Linked DNA regions of Mus musculus: region 1 is linked to region 2. The links are chromatin contacts, called in public HiChIP or PLAC-seq maps. All regions are on one chromosome and are shown on one strand. The core of a region is the stretch at or near the end of the contact, and the rest is flanking DNA. Distances in the headings are between cores, read along the strand shown. Region 1 holds the start of Egfr (epidermal growth factor receptor). Region 2 has its middle 63 kb from the start of Gm25698.

Region 1 (7,308 bases), core at 3,046-5,545, 82 kb before region 2:
ATTTTCTTTGTCTCTTCCTCAGGTAGAATTAAAAGCAAAACTCTGTCTTATAAAGTATCCCTTTCCCATGCAGATCTTCCATTTCTTCTATGACTCTGTCTTATGATCTTTCACTAGGTCTTCTAATAAATAACTTTTAGACACTTCAAGGGAGGTATCAAGACCAACTCATTCTCATATCTCAAAACATAGACAGCATGGCACAAATTATGCATCATGGCTCAAATACAAAGAAAAGGATAAAAAAATAGTTCAATGCCTGGCCTTATATTCAAAAGGCAAACAATAGTGATTAACTTACATAATTATATAAAGCAGCTTATGTGTGGGGACTCCTCAGTAACAATGAAATTGCAGAGATATTTAGGGATAAAAAAAAAATGTTCCAAAACTTTAAGTTTAGCCTTTTGTTGATGAAAAGTTGAACAGAGTTAGAAAAGGGTACTTGGAATCTAGGTCTGTTGGAAAGAAATCACCCAGAAGTGTAAACATGAAAGAAGGGCCCCCTGTGATAATTCCCATATAGCTTTTAAAGCAAGCTGCTTGAACTGCTAAGATTGAAAGCCATTCTTAGCATACACGTTTCACAGATAGCCCGTCAAAAGGACCAGACATTTTGGTAGTGATAGAGCCTTCAGAGATTAAGATATCAAATCCAGCACCTTTTTTTCCTTTTAGAAAAGTTATGACTTATGAGGCTAAGTAAATAAAGCCAACGGAAGCTGTTGAGTCTATTGGTGTCACCACCTGACTTCAGATAACATCATGTCCTACCACTGGGAATGTGCACCGTAAGAAAGTCAGTCGGAGTACTAGTCTGTTTTACATATTTGAAAAGCAGATTACCAATGTTTAACTAGTGGTTTCAAGAACTACATATGTTTGGAAGCAATAATATAATCATTAAGATCCCCCTTTAAACTCATAATGTCTGCCACATCTTAGACAAGCAATAAACATTTACTGAATCTAGAAAGGAGACTTCAGAAGCCTGGAGTTCCAGTGGGACTTTCCATCTAATCTAGACCTGGAATGAAAACATAAGCTTCTTGGATAGAAAGCCAGTACTGGGCTTCCCAAGACCCAGTCTTCTGAGAGACAGACAGACAGACAGACAGACAGACAGACAGACAGTCTTGAGAAGCCTTTGGAATCCCCTTCAAGTTGGTTCCACCTCCAAACTCCACTGCCTTATTCAGGCTGAGGGTCCCTTCTCTCCTCATTTGCTCTGCACAGGATCTTTTCCAAAGAAGCGCCTTCTCCTGCCATCATGGTACAGGTGGAACTTGCTCAGCAAGTCCAAGCTAATACCTTGCCCATATTTTGTTTTAGTGACAACATTGCCCCCATCAAAGGCAACCCAGGAGACCACAGCATCCATGAACAGGAAAGTAGGCCACTAAACAAGCAAGCTTCAGATGGGGACTGATTTTTCAAATGCCTGTTTCCTGGTCCTTATCCTTCTAGCATCAGAACTGAGTCATTTACACACCTAACCTAGCCTGGTCCTCCTACAATAAGGTAGTGTAGTTTGGAGGTGGAAGGAACTTGAATCAATTTTGGCATCACTTCTTAACAGCTATGGGGGAAAATCACTACACTTCTCTGTGCATAGGTTCCCCAAACAGATGATGAGAATCACCTCTCACTACATGCAATGTGAGGACTGACAATGCACTGAAAACAGAGTCTAACTGTCTTCTGCTTTGATGACATTTACATATGGTACCATAGATTTGGAGGGAAGGATAAACACCCTACCTCAACTAAGGGAGCCAGTCTGGAACAAAACTGACCAATTAAACAAACAAATCTTTTATCAGCCTGTTGCAGAAAGGGTGTCTCACGTTTTCAATAATCTGTCCTTTAGAACTTAGCCTTTTTACGTTACTTTGACAGATAAATATTTGCTTGCTACCTTTCCTGCTACACCCAGAAGCATTTGGCTTTAAGTGAATATCATACAAACAGACAGATGAAGTGGCATTTTTATTTAACCGAAAACAAATCTCCAACCACTAACAGTGTTCATAACAGTAACACCTAACAGCGAAGAAACACAGAGTTAAGCTGAGACAACTGGTGTTCTACAGGGGCTCTAAGGGAAACTGAAAACTAGGGGAGGGAGTCCTATGGGTAGGCACAGATGCCAGGCAACTGACCGATGGGGCCTGGAGCCCTTCAGCTAAGGAAGGTAGGAGAAAAGCTCCACAGTGCTCCATCCCATCTGTGAAAAAAGCAAGCCCTCTTTACCGACTTTATCCCTGCTATTTCCTGTACTGCAAGATTTCCCAGACTCCTGCTCGTTAGAACCGTCGTGGTAGTCTTCCTTTAGATGTTATCAATTTTTCATTTATGCTAGCGAGTCTCAAATCAAATGCTACAAGAGTTTTGAAAATTCTAATTCTCAAGATCGACCCGTGAAATCTGAGTGTATGGAGTGGTAGCTAAACAACGGAGGAGGGGTGTAGTTTGTTTTGCTTGTTGATTTTTAAACCCAAATGATTTCATTGTGTAGTTAAGTTTGGGAAACTGAGCCTTACACCCCCTCCAACAAAAGTGCACGGAGCACCAACCCCCAAGTCCAACTTGGATGCGGATGACATCAACAGCAAGTGCAGACCTGACTCCTGGAACCCGAGCGGCTGGATTTTGAAATTGTGCAATTAAACCTTCCGAGGCATGTTTCTCGTGTCAAGTGGGTTTATGGTCGGATAGTCATGAAGCCAGACTTGTTCATGTTCCGTCTGGACAGTTGGCATGTGTGATCCATGGACATCAATGTTTCTTTTTAATTAGGGGTTATATTTTAGTTGGCCAAATATCAATCACTTGGGGGGGGGGAGGGGTGTGGAAGGAAAGAAAAGAAAAAGAAACCCAAGAGGGAACGTCTCAGCTAACAAGTAAGAAAGTTTGCTACCGGCCTCATTTTGAAACACCAAGGGTGCACTACACCCAAGGGCCCAGCTGTCACAAGGAGGTCAGCCATCCATTGCAAAGGCAAGTGATGCTGCAGCAGCCCAAGCTTCTGGGAAAGGGCAAATTCAGGGATCCCAGGGGAAGTAGCCACCCCGCAACGCTAGCTCCAATCTGGCATGGAGCCTTGGTCCCCAACCAGTGCACCTAGCCTGGCAAGTCTCTGGCATGCTCTATGCCTAAGAGGCGGAATCGACCCACCCCACCCGCCACCCCCACGCCCTCCTTTTTTTTTTCCTAGTGAAGAAGCAAATGACCACTAACACCATCTCTTCCCAGAAGTCCTAGGTGGTTAGTGACAGAGAGATCTCCACACTTCCAGGTCATTGCTGCAACTACACACCCGCGAAAGGGCAAGCCAGAAATCTGCAAGCTACATTGGGACTCAGGCTACCAGGTCCTGAGAGTACCCTGCTGGAGAAGAGAGGAGTTGAGGGAAACCGCGCTCAGGAAACCGCGCGTCTCAGAGGTTCCGACCTTGACCAGGGGCGCGTTGGTTCGCACTCCAGTCCCTCAACTCTCACACTGAGCGGGTGGGACACACCCGACCCGCTTGAGGATCCGGGGTCCCTCCGCTCTCCCTGACAGTACTGGGCGCACGTGCGCCAATGCCCGGCGTCCCGCGCTGTCCCGCACCACGTTTCTGCTCCGAACGCCTACTGAGCGCAGGAAAGTGAGGCAACTAAGTTGGCAGCAGTCAAGAGCCCCGGAGCGCACAGCCGCGGCTCCCACGCTGCCCTGGCAGCCCCTCTGCTCCTAGCCCAGTCTCCCTTCCTTCGGCGGCCCCAGTCTCGCCCATTCCAGACTCCGTCCAGTTCCTCCTATGGTCCCGGCCGCCTTTGGGAGCCAGAAGAGGAGGAGCGGGCGGCTGGGGACTTAGAGTCCCGAGCGGAGGTTGGGACTGGGCGAGCTAGCTCGCAGGGGGCGCGGGCCGGTGGGACACGCCCTTACCTTTCTTTTCCTCCAACGCCCCACCTGCGGCGCAGAGCGCGGTCAGCAACACCAGCAGTGTGGTTCTCGCGGTCCCTGAGGGTCGCATCTCTGACCGGGAGAGGTTGGCTCTGGCTCTCCGGGATTAATCCGAGACAGACGGAGTCCCACGGTTGTGCCCAGTGACTGCGCCGGCAACGACGAGACCCGGACACAGGCTCGCGTCCAGGTGACCTGTCGTCTGTCTGGGAGGCGGTAGCCTCCGGGACTCGATCCAGACGCCCTAGCCCAGGAGGAGCGCACAGTGCGGGAAGAAGAGGAGGGAGGCTGCTGCGCGTTGCGCTGGGGCTGCCCAGACGTCTAGTTAGCTCGGGTCGGGACTGGGGGAGGCTGGGCGGGAGGAGGAGGGACTAAAGAAGGAGGAGGGATCCAGAGGAGCGAAGAGGAGGAGAATGTCAGGAGAGAGGAAGCGCTCTCCGCGAGGATCGAAAGCAGGCAGTGACCGGAAGGTGGTGGTGGATGGCCTTGGCCACCACTAGACAAGGCTCTGGGGGCGAGTTCTGGCTGTGTGCAGCGGGTCAGTGGGTGGCCTTTGGAGTTAATTTCTGAGGGGACTCCGCTCCGCTGCATTTCAGGACCTAGGAAGTCCAGCCAATCTATGCCAGGGTCCCCTCCTTCCTTCCCTCTGTCTCCCACCTTCTTCCTTCCTTTCTTTCAATTAACCAAACAACTCTGGACCACCTCGGTTACAAACTGTCCAACCACAGAGCACAGGTTGGAGAATAACACAGGTGGGGACGCTGTTCACGTATTCTCCATAACTTCTCCAGGATCTCAGAAGGGTCAGGCTGACTTGGCAGCAGTTTCCAACAGCACAGGCAGAGGCGGGTGCCTCAAGTCTGAAGTGGCACTAAGAAGTCCAAGGGTCCTTCAGATCCCATCAAGAACCCTCCATGTCTTCTGAAAGAAGGGCAGCCAACTCCTGACACTTAGAAGGGCCTCAGTATATTTGCTGGATGAAAGCATGCATGTTGAAGAACATGGCATTTTCTACACCTGGAGCCAGTCTGGAGTGCTTGAAAAGCAAAGCAACGTACACATGAGGCAAATTCCTCCACAAAAGCAGAGACTTGACATAACAGCAGTGAACAAATCTTTAGAGCAGTTAGCATCCTCTAGTGACCTCAGCTAGCCCTGCCGCACATCAGGAGGCAAATTGCCAAGTAAGTTCACTTAGAATTTGACCAGTAGAAATGTGTCCCTGAACTTCAGGACCCACAACTAAATTCCTTCAGCAAAGACCAACCAATGTCCCTACTTCTTAGCTATCAGAGGAATGTCCCCTGCTTCCATTCAATCCAAAGTCTCTGAGTTTTTCACAAAATCACTTGGTCCCCTAATTTAGGCCCCTTTGCTGTGGGTGTCCTTGTTAGCAGAAGTCATGGCTAACCAGTGAGGCTCAGTCCAGCTTTTTCCATGCAGCCAGAAAGGAGGCATTCCGGACTTTTCGTCCGCACCCTGCAAAGTCAGGGCTGCTGCCCAAGTTTTGTAGGTGGCGTCTTGAATGGGAACACGTCACCCAGCCTGTGCAGGGACCCTCATCACAACCTGAGACCTTCACTGAGAAGTAGAGCGGGGTTTCTTAAACTTTTCCCACGGGCAACCTCTTTTCATAGATGCTTTTTATGTAATCTTGGGATTTTATATAAAATAGGTGTTCAAATCAGACATCGACTAATGGTAGATCCTAATGCAATGTTAAGATAATTTTTGGCATATATATGACTTTACCACTTACTAAAGATTAAGGCAAATTTGCATACCAATGAGATTGATTTGTTTATTGTTACAAAAAATTAGGTTTTGAATGAGTACTTGAAGCTGTGGAATGTAGAACATCTGTAATATTGTTCAGAGTTAATTAATATTTTGATTTACAATTCTCAAAGCATGAAACAGAAAAAATATATTTAGGGTCATCTTGGAAATTTCATCCTAATCCTATGTTAAAATTCTGTTACCTTTTTATAAAGAGACTTAAGACATTGATTTTAAATATTAAACATTCAAACACAATATAATCCAAACATAACCAAACATACTCATTTGAAGCTCCTATGCTAAGGAATGATGGTAGGAGAATATTAAAAATGTCTTGTTCTCTGTATTATGACATTATTATTCTATAAGAGAAGACAATTGTATGTGATAAGTAAAACTTTTGCAGCCATACCATATGGTAGTCTTGCATCTGAACTGAGTTTCGATGCAGCACTTCTTGGTACTCCACGGTGTAACAGCATGCACAGAGCAAAGAGTGAATAATGTGTGTATAGAAGCAAGACCACTGTGAAGTGCAATGCAGCACTGTGAAGCTCTGCCAGAAACACCTTAGTGTGTTTAGAATTTCTGGATTAAACTTTTATTATTGCACATTCAGAAAAATTTTACTGTTTCCGAGATTTTTGTACCTACTTCCCAGGGACATATGTGGGAGGGGAGCTTAGGTGTCAGTTTTCTGCTGTATGTTCCAAATAGGAACTTAGGGCAGTTTTTAAAGTAATACAATAATAAGGGGTGATTAGAAAAAGCCAAGCAAGAAATATAACAGTAGAACACAAAATGAAGATGGAGATGAGTTTTTTTTTAATTTTTTTTTAAGATTTATTTACTTATTATATGAAAGTACACTGTAGCCGTCTTCAGACACTCCAGAAGAGGGAGTCAGATCTCATTACGGATGGTTGTGAGCCACCATGTGGTTGCTGGGATTTGAACTCCGGACCTTCGGAAGAGCAGTCGGGTGCTCTTACCCACTGAGCCATCTCACCAGCCTGGAGATGAGTTTTTAAAAGTCTGTAGACAGTGATGATTCCCATGTTCATGTTTCCAGGACTGGAACTCTGGCTTAAAATGTATTTTCTATCAAGGGATATGGTCAGTGGCACAAGTCATAATGAACACATAGTAAAGTAGAAATGATAATGATAGCTACAACTGATTTTTAAGAATAGTCAAGATTCTCTCTATGTTAAGAAGCAACAGCACTCATACGCTGATGGTTAGAATAACCCTTGGTGTGACCTTCTGGCAGTTACTAGAACATCCCTCAATATGGCCCCATGATAGAACATCCTTCAGTGTGACCCAACTACAATCCGCCTCCTAGAAACAAAGCCTCCTCAAGATCATCACCAAGAGATCAGTGACACTGAAGTTACAGAGCACAAAACTAGGAGAGGTTCTATGAAATATGCTTCCCTTTTGGTCACCTACATGAGGATCTTCTGCATGCACTGTGTAATCTTCTGGGCTTTAACTGTGAAGAGTAACGTCAGGATGAATTTGTACTCATTGGCAAGTACTAGAGTTATTGATGCTTATGTTAAATAAAAGTGATCT
Region 2 (7,435 bases), core at 2,146-4,645:
AGGAGAAAGAGAAGGAAGAAGTGAGAAAATATATACATACAAATAGAAAATCAGGTTTAAAATGAACCTTGCAGGCATTCTGGATGTTTCCATTCTGATTCAATTTAAAAACTATGCATAAGTCAATGGTGGAAAATTTCACATAATAGGAAATTTGCTAAAAAAATTCATTATGGAATTATTATTGGTGTGAAAATGACATGAGAACATTATTATAATTTTAAGTATTTCTTCTTTATCTTAGTCCCCTATCGGATTTAGGATTGGTAAAAATCCTTTCCCAATCTGTTGGTGGCCTTTTTATCTTATGTATATGAGTCTTTTTCCTACATGTATGGATGTGCACTGCATGCATGCTTGGTGCTCATGAAAGCCAGAAAAGAGTATTTGTCTGTTACAAAAAGTTGTGAGGCACCATGAGGGTACTGGGACTGAACTAGGGTTCTTTGGAAAAGCAATAAGTTTATTTAACTTCTGATACATCTCTTCATCCTTGGTTTAGGGGTACAAAGGGGATACTTATCACATTATGCTGGTAATAAAGGTAATACTTTTTGGATGTCTTAGTTACATACATGGAAATATATTAGTTATTGGAGTGGAAATTTGATGCAGACTCACATGATGTTTTTCCGAGGCTAGATTCATGAGAGAACACATGATGTGGAGAAAGGATATGAAGCACTCAGTGAACAGTGACAGTGAACTTGCATACTGGCTGTGTAACTCTTCGTAGCCTTGCACCTTTGCCGATCCTCACTTCATTAAGAGAGGCAGAGAACTCCAGGAATTCTGGCTGGTCCTGGTCCTTCCTGCTTACTCATGCTTCGTGGTTTAGGAACAGGCTACCATTGCTGATTTGTCTTTGGTGACATTTTTGAACTGGATTATTGGTATCCTGACACTACTAAACTGGACTGCTGGAATACTGACAAAGGAGATTTGAATTGCCCCAAAGAACTACTTCTAAACAGGTCCACATCCCCTTGTCCTATTTACTATCTTTTTTTCCCTACCTTTTGGCAGTGGGCTAGAAAGGGGGGGGGGCGTATTGAAGTGTCTGAGAACCCTTAGTAGATGTTGAAAAATATAAACCTGCCCTGCACGTTATTTTTATTTATGTATCTATTATTTATATGCTCAAAATGTAAATATTTGGTCTTCAATCAAATCAACCATATGCTAAGCAGAGAGGCAGCTATCACTAAGAACTTCAAACCACAGTTTCAAAACGCAGTTTTTTAACTCACATTTTTTTCTTCTTTATCTTTTGTTAATGGAACCATCCTTGGTTAGACCAGCTAAGCAGCTTGCCCATCTTTCTTCTATTAGGCTCGGAGATCCTACAGGTTCTCATCCTAAAATGGTAGGTTAGGTGATCGTGGATGTTCTTTAGGCTGGTTGTGCTGATCCCCTTATTTTGGAATATACATATATTTCCTTGCCAGTTAGTTTGCAAATCCAGTCCTCAATGCCAGAGAATACCTGCAGAACAGGTGACCATTCTATGAAGTGATCTATGCTCTAGAACTCAATCATTTGTTTATTTTGTGAGTCTATTTATAACCCTTATTGAATAGTTCCTATGATCCAGTGCTGTATTAGAAACCAGAGGTAGAACAGTCACTGAGACTGCTCTATAAGAAGTTATGTATGTATTTTACAGAAGTGTCTCCCAAAGGTTTGGATGTTGAATGCTTGGCTGTCAGGTCATAGTACAAATGGGAGGTGGTAGAACCCTTAAGAGGTGACACCTAATAGGAAGAAGGTAGGACCTAAGAGACATACTTTTGCTGAGGATATTGGGACCTTTGTTCGTTATGCTCATCTTTCTTTCAAAAGACAAGCAGCTAACTCTGCCTTTTACACTTACCATTGATGCATAGTGCTGCCATCCCAGGTCCCAGAGTGAGACATCTAAAGATGAGATGTATTGAGCCTTTCCTCCAAGTAAGTTCATGGTCTCAGGTATTCTATCAGTGAAGGAAAGTTTACATTTTAATTCCTGGAGGGAAAATCTGGCATTCCAAAATATCAAAGTATGTGAGGGAAAAACAAAGCAAGGAAAAGGAATTGATGAAGGGATTGTGATTGTTATGTTGTCTATAAAGCCCCATAAAGAAGTGATATTAAAGGAAAGGCACGAGTGAGTTGATATGATAATCCATGAGCCTATGGGAAGGAAGAAAACTCCTGGTGGGAAAGTTCCTACAGCTGACAGAAAATTAACTTATGAGCATACTTGGTGAAGAGCTTTGAAGACTAGCAAAGAGAACAGAATGGCTGAGAAAGAGAAGGCAATTGGAAAAAAACCCAGGGACAATTGGAAGTAAAACCGTGACCTAGCTCTGAGAAGACCACATAGACCACAGAGAAAAGAGATCTGGGTTCTGGTTTTAATCTGTTTGTAAGCCACCGAGGTAATTTGAGGAAGAGTATCTCATTGGTGACTTGAATCTTAACAGATTTGCCCTGGGATGCTATGTAGGGATCAGATAATAAAGGAAGAAGACAGAGGTCATGTGATCAGTCTGTGAAGTCTGTTAATAGTTCACAGTGGCAATGTCATATAGGGCAGAGCTATGGCAGTCATGATAGAAAGTGGCTGGATTCTAAAATATGCCAAGGACAAAGTAATCACAAGAGACTGATGAAGGTGTAGGAGAAAAACAGGGAAGGACAGGAAGATCTGTCAGCAGGCTGGAACACAGCAAAAGGCCAATTTATATTTACTGGAGCAAGTAAATACCATTTTCTGATATATTCTTTAATAAATTGGAATACATTATGGTCTGAGGTCATGTATTATGTGACTTAATACACCTACCACCATGTACACTCTTCATATACATTAAGAACACACTAATTATTTCTTCTGTAACTGAATGCTCATGTTAGCCAGAGAGGAAGCATGGAATTGCTTTAAGAGGAACTGGGAGCAGTGGCTGCCAGTTGCTTTGAGTCACTGTTTCTGATCCTGACCAGCCTCTTCCTTTGTGTTCTTAAGTCATACCTCCAGTTCCTAAACTCACTCAGCTTATAAGGGACACATATTCAAGCCATGGAGCTCATGGACCTCATTGACAAGCTGTAAGTATATTTCAGACACATTTGGAGTGTTGATGTATACAATAAGAACAAATCGAGTTCAGCAGGAAATTGGGACCACAGCAGATGCTCTGCTTTTTGTAGGTTTCCAAGAGTTCAACCAAGAGGAAAAGGAGCACGGCCATTGTCTTCTGAGAAACAAAGATGAATCTTGCCCAAAATGGAGAATAGGCAGAGCTCTAATTCTTAAAGTCTCATTGAAATGACCCTGTGTGTGGGGAGTACAGATGAAGGGCTGAGTGGGAATGGCAGGATTTTAACCTGACCTACTAAGGCTTGTCTGGGATACCAGCTGCTGGGGTTGACTGGAGTCCAAAGACTTGGACTGAGAGAAAAGGAAATCCCAGGGGCCAGGACTGGCCTTTCAGGGTTTTTTTCTTTTCCTGCATCTTAGAATAGCAGAACTCACAATTGGCATGTTCTGTGGTTTCCTTGTATGCTGTTTCTTGTTCCTCAGCTCTGTAGCAAATCCATCCTTCCTCAATCTTACTGTTAACTGACTTTATGTTTACCCTAGAGTTAGTTCTTAACTGGGTGGTATCTCTGCTTTCGCATTTTAGGCAACTAATATTTCTTTCTCCCTACACCAAGTACATTAGCATAGCGTATGAATACTATTTATAAAATAACCACAGGCAAGACTGCACAAAGGAGGAAAACATGCCCTGTGCACACAACTGCCACATACAACCATACCACAATCCAAATAGTAGCTCTGCAATCACTTCCCAAATTTATGTGCGTGACACAAGATTGAACACACAAGCTCTTAAACTTTTAAACAGAATTTGAAGCTATTTTCAGTGGATTTAGTTTAGTGAGATGAATACAAAGCTAGTCTGGTGAACAAAAAGCCATTTGTGGAAAAAATATTCTCACTCAGTCAGTTCAATAAGACTCAGTGATTTAGAATGTGGTAAGGTACTTGGTTATTTCATTCATTTCTGTTAAGATTAATTTAATACTGAGAAAAGTGATTTTGGTATTCAATTCCAAAACACAGCTAATCAATTCTGGTGCCTAGGAATGAGTTTTGAGTTATTTTCATGTTGTACTTTTTAAATAGATCTCCCAGGTTTATTTCTTTTGCTTGGGTCTTTATTTTGATGCATCAAAGACACAAGGGGTAGAGATTTCTTGACTGATACAGGGATTTTTCCATCTACAGAAAAATGTTTCATGTATGTAAAAGTCTAGGAAGTTTGAATTGATGTCTTAGTATGAGACCATGGACAGTGGTGAACAAGAAGTTGAATTATAAAATGGCGAGAGAAAACTTGAGCAGGAAGGAAGTGTTGGGGAACAACAGTGGAAATACAGAGGATTGTGAGAGGCAAGAAATACTCAGAGGCTGTGGAAGTTGTGAACATTGGTAGTGCTGAATTCTGGAGTGTAAAAAGAGTGAAAAGATGTGGTGAGGCAGAAGACAGGCATCCTAAAAAAGCCAAGACAACAGGATGTTCACTGGACCCTTTAGGTCAATGAAAATTACTGAGAATTAAAAGAGAAATACTATGATAAAAACATAAAATAATCAACTTTTATAATTGAAATATTAACTTAATAAATTTAAGATGTAGTCTAGAACTATGGAAAGGAAGTGTAATCTATTCAGCTTTACTATCTTTAAGTAGCTTTTTTTAAAAAGCACATATTATTTAATAAGTTTCAAGTATAAAACATTCTTTGATCACATGCTTTTAATAGGCAATAGTAGGAAGTTGGAGTTGTGATCAACATTCATAAAATAACAAAAATATGGAAGAAAAAATTATAAGATGGAGAGGAGAGTAAAATGGAGCCTGGTGGGGAGGTGCTGATCCTTGTGATGTGGGTGCTGATCCTGGTGATGTGGGTGCTGATCCTGGTGATGTGGGTGCTGATCCTGGTGATGTGGGTGCTGATCCTGGTGATGTGGGTGCTGATCCTGGACTTTTGTGGAAGATAAGTTGATTCTTAGCAAAAGTAATAATCTTGATGCACAGAAGGAAATGAGCAGATGTAGTAAACTGAGTACAATCTGTCGCTTGGTTTGTTATATTATAATATTATAGCCTTTTTAAGTTCTCTATGGCAGTTTAACACAAGAATACAAGCTAAAACTAAATAAAAAAACCAAGAGATAGCTACCTATCAATTTAATTTTTCATTTTTTGTACATACAGATTATTTCAACATTAAATAATTTTAGAAATTAGAGAAATCAGCATTTATGGAAAGGGTGCGTACAGTAGAGTAAACATACAAAAATAGCTGGTTTTCGGAATACCAATGAACATGTGGAATTTGAAATAAAAATAGAAAGAACATACAGTCAGCTGACTAAGGATATGGGGAGTCTCTGGGAGGAGTTCAGGAAAGGAAAGGAACACAATCAGATTTTATTGTATGAATATTTAAGTTAAAAAAAAGCACAACCTAAATAAGAAATATTTACATTATCACTTGCCACATAAAAGTTTTAAGTACAAATCTATCAAAATTGATAGAAGAATCCCATAAAATTCTGATAAATAAAATTTAGAAATTAAATGAATGAATAGAGGCTATTCCAAGTTCATAGAGATGAACACTCAGTGTTGCCTGCATGTCAGCTTTTCCTAAACTTTATCTATGGATTCAATGAAAGATCAATAAAGTCACAGAAAACTGTAACGAGGACAGTAAAACAGATTGAAGATGTGAAAGTAAAAGACCCATAATGGCAAAACAGAACTGAATAAGAACGAAGACACGGGGTTGAAATGCCCAGGATTTCTTTAAAAAGTACAGGAAATCAAGAATATTGGTGAAATAACAGACAAAATATACATCAATGGGGTAGACTGTAGATGACCCGATTCTTGGGTTTGTTTGTTTGTTTGTTTTGTTTGATAAAATGCCAAGTCCTTATTTAAGCTTCTATCATGGAAGGAAATTGAGCAAAGACTCAAGTTAGGTACTAAAGTAGAAACTGTGAAGGAAAGCTGCTTTCTGGCTTGCTCTCCATGGCTAGCTTAGCCTAGTTTCTCACACACCCTGAGACCACCTGCACAGGGCTGGCACTGTCCCCAGATGGCTGAGCCCTCCCATATAAATCATTAATCAAAATAAATAAATAAATTAATTAAATAAATAAATAAATAAATAAAAGCCCCATAAACTTACCTAATCTGATGGAGGAATCTTCCCACTTAAAGTTTTTCTTCCCAGATTAATCTACCTTAAGTCAAGTTGACAAACAAAAACAAGAACAGACAGAGACATGCTCAAACAAAGACTCCCAGATATAGTCAACTTATCTCTTAAACTAAGAGTACTATGTTCCAAAGACAGTCTTTCAAGAAATATTGCAGGACACCAACATGCAAAAATATAGTACAAATTTAGCCCTGTTCTACTATATTTTGTTACTGTGATAAAAATCAAACAAACAAACAAACAAAAAACCCAACCCAACCAAAAACCCTCTACTGATTAAAAGAAACTTGGGAAGGAAAGAGTTCATTTGGCTAGCTTATGTGTCCAAATCATGGATCATTACTGAGAAAGGCCAAGGCAGGAACCCCAGCAGGATTTAGAGACAGACACAGTGGCAGAGCCATGGAAGAACCCTATTTCCTGACTTACTCTCCCTGGTTTGCTCAGCTATTTTTTTTTAATATAAGCCAGGACCACCTGCCCAGTGTGATCTGAGCCCTGCCACATCAGTCATTAATAGAGAGAATATGCACAGACTTGACCACAGACCAATCTGATGGAAGCGGTTTTTTAATTCATGTCGTCTCTTTTAGGTGGCTATAAATTTTCTCAAATTGATTGAAAAACAAGCCTAAACATTACAAGACCTCACATCTTTAATGAACACTAAGATAAAATGGAGAGTTGCCCTACAATGCCCCTCAACAGAGGAATGGATACAGAAAAATGTGGTACATTTACACAATGGAGTACTACTCAGCTATTAAAAAGAATGAATTTATGAAATTCCTAGGCAAATGGATGGACCTGGAGGGCATCATCCTGAGTGAGGTAACACAAAGGAACTCATACAATATGCACTCACTGATAAGTGGATATTAGCCCAAAATTTAGGATACCCAAGATATAAGATACAATTTGCTAAACGCATAAAACTCAAGAAGAACGAAGACCAAAGTGTGGACACTGTGCCCCTTCTTAGAATTGGGAACAAAACACCCATGGAAGGAGTTACAGAGACAAAGTTTGGAGCTGTGACGAAAGGATGGACCATCTAGAGACCACCATATCCAGGGATCCATCCCATAATCAGCTTCCAAATGCTGACACCATTGCATACACTAGCAAGATTTTGCTGAAAGGACCC

What was found. HiChIP or PLAC-seq counts read pairs in DNA pulled down with a chosen protein or histone mark.
Region 1: a contact with region 2 is called in an H3K4me3 HiChIP or PLAC-seq map of neural progenitor cells, with 51 read pairs. The contact joins the promoter of Egfr here to the enhancer-like site in region 2. A contact is called at or near these places in 3 of 39 promoter capture datasets (the 3T3-L1 cell line, liver and pre-B cells), 6 of 484 Hi-C or Micro-C datasets (the AML12 cell line, astrocytes, cerebral cortex and 2 more) and 3 of 115 datasets of contacts at active chromatin or transcription factors (astrocytes and neural progenitor cells).

What each region holds. Positions count from the first base shown.
Region 1 is chr11:16,749,190-16,756,497 of GRCm38.p6, reverse strand. Egfr (epidermal growth factor receptor) reads right to left here and starts at 4,295. Exons shown (of 28, transcript NM_207655.2): 1 at 3,928-4,295. The coding sequence starts at 4,015.
Region 2 is chr11:16,666,016-16,673,450 of GRCm38.p6, reverse strand. No RefSeq gene overlaps it. Among named protein-coding and RNA genes, the nearest start is that of Gm25698, 63 kb to the left of the region's middle. Within about 2 kb of position 3,395, at least 41 of the 459 cell types and tissues checked have an H3K27ac peak or open chromatin away from gene starts, as enhancers often do. A contact at or near this core is called in cerebral cortex, neural progenitor cells and pre-B cells, where this site is marked.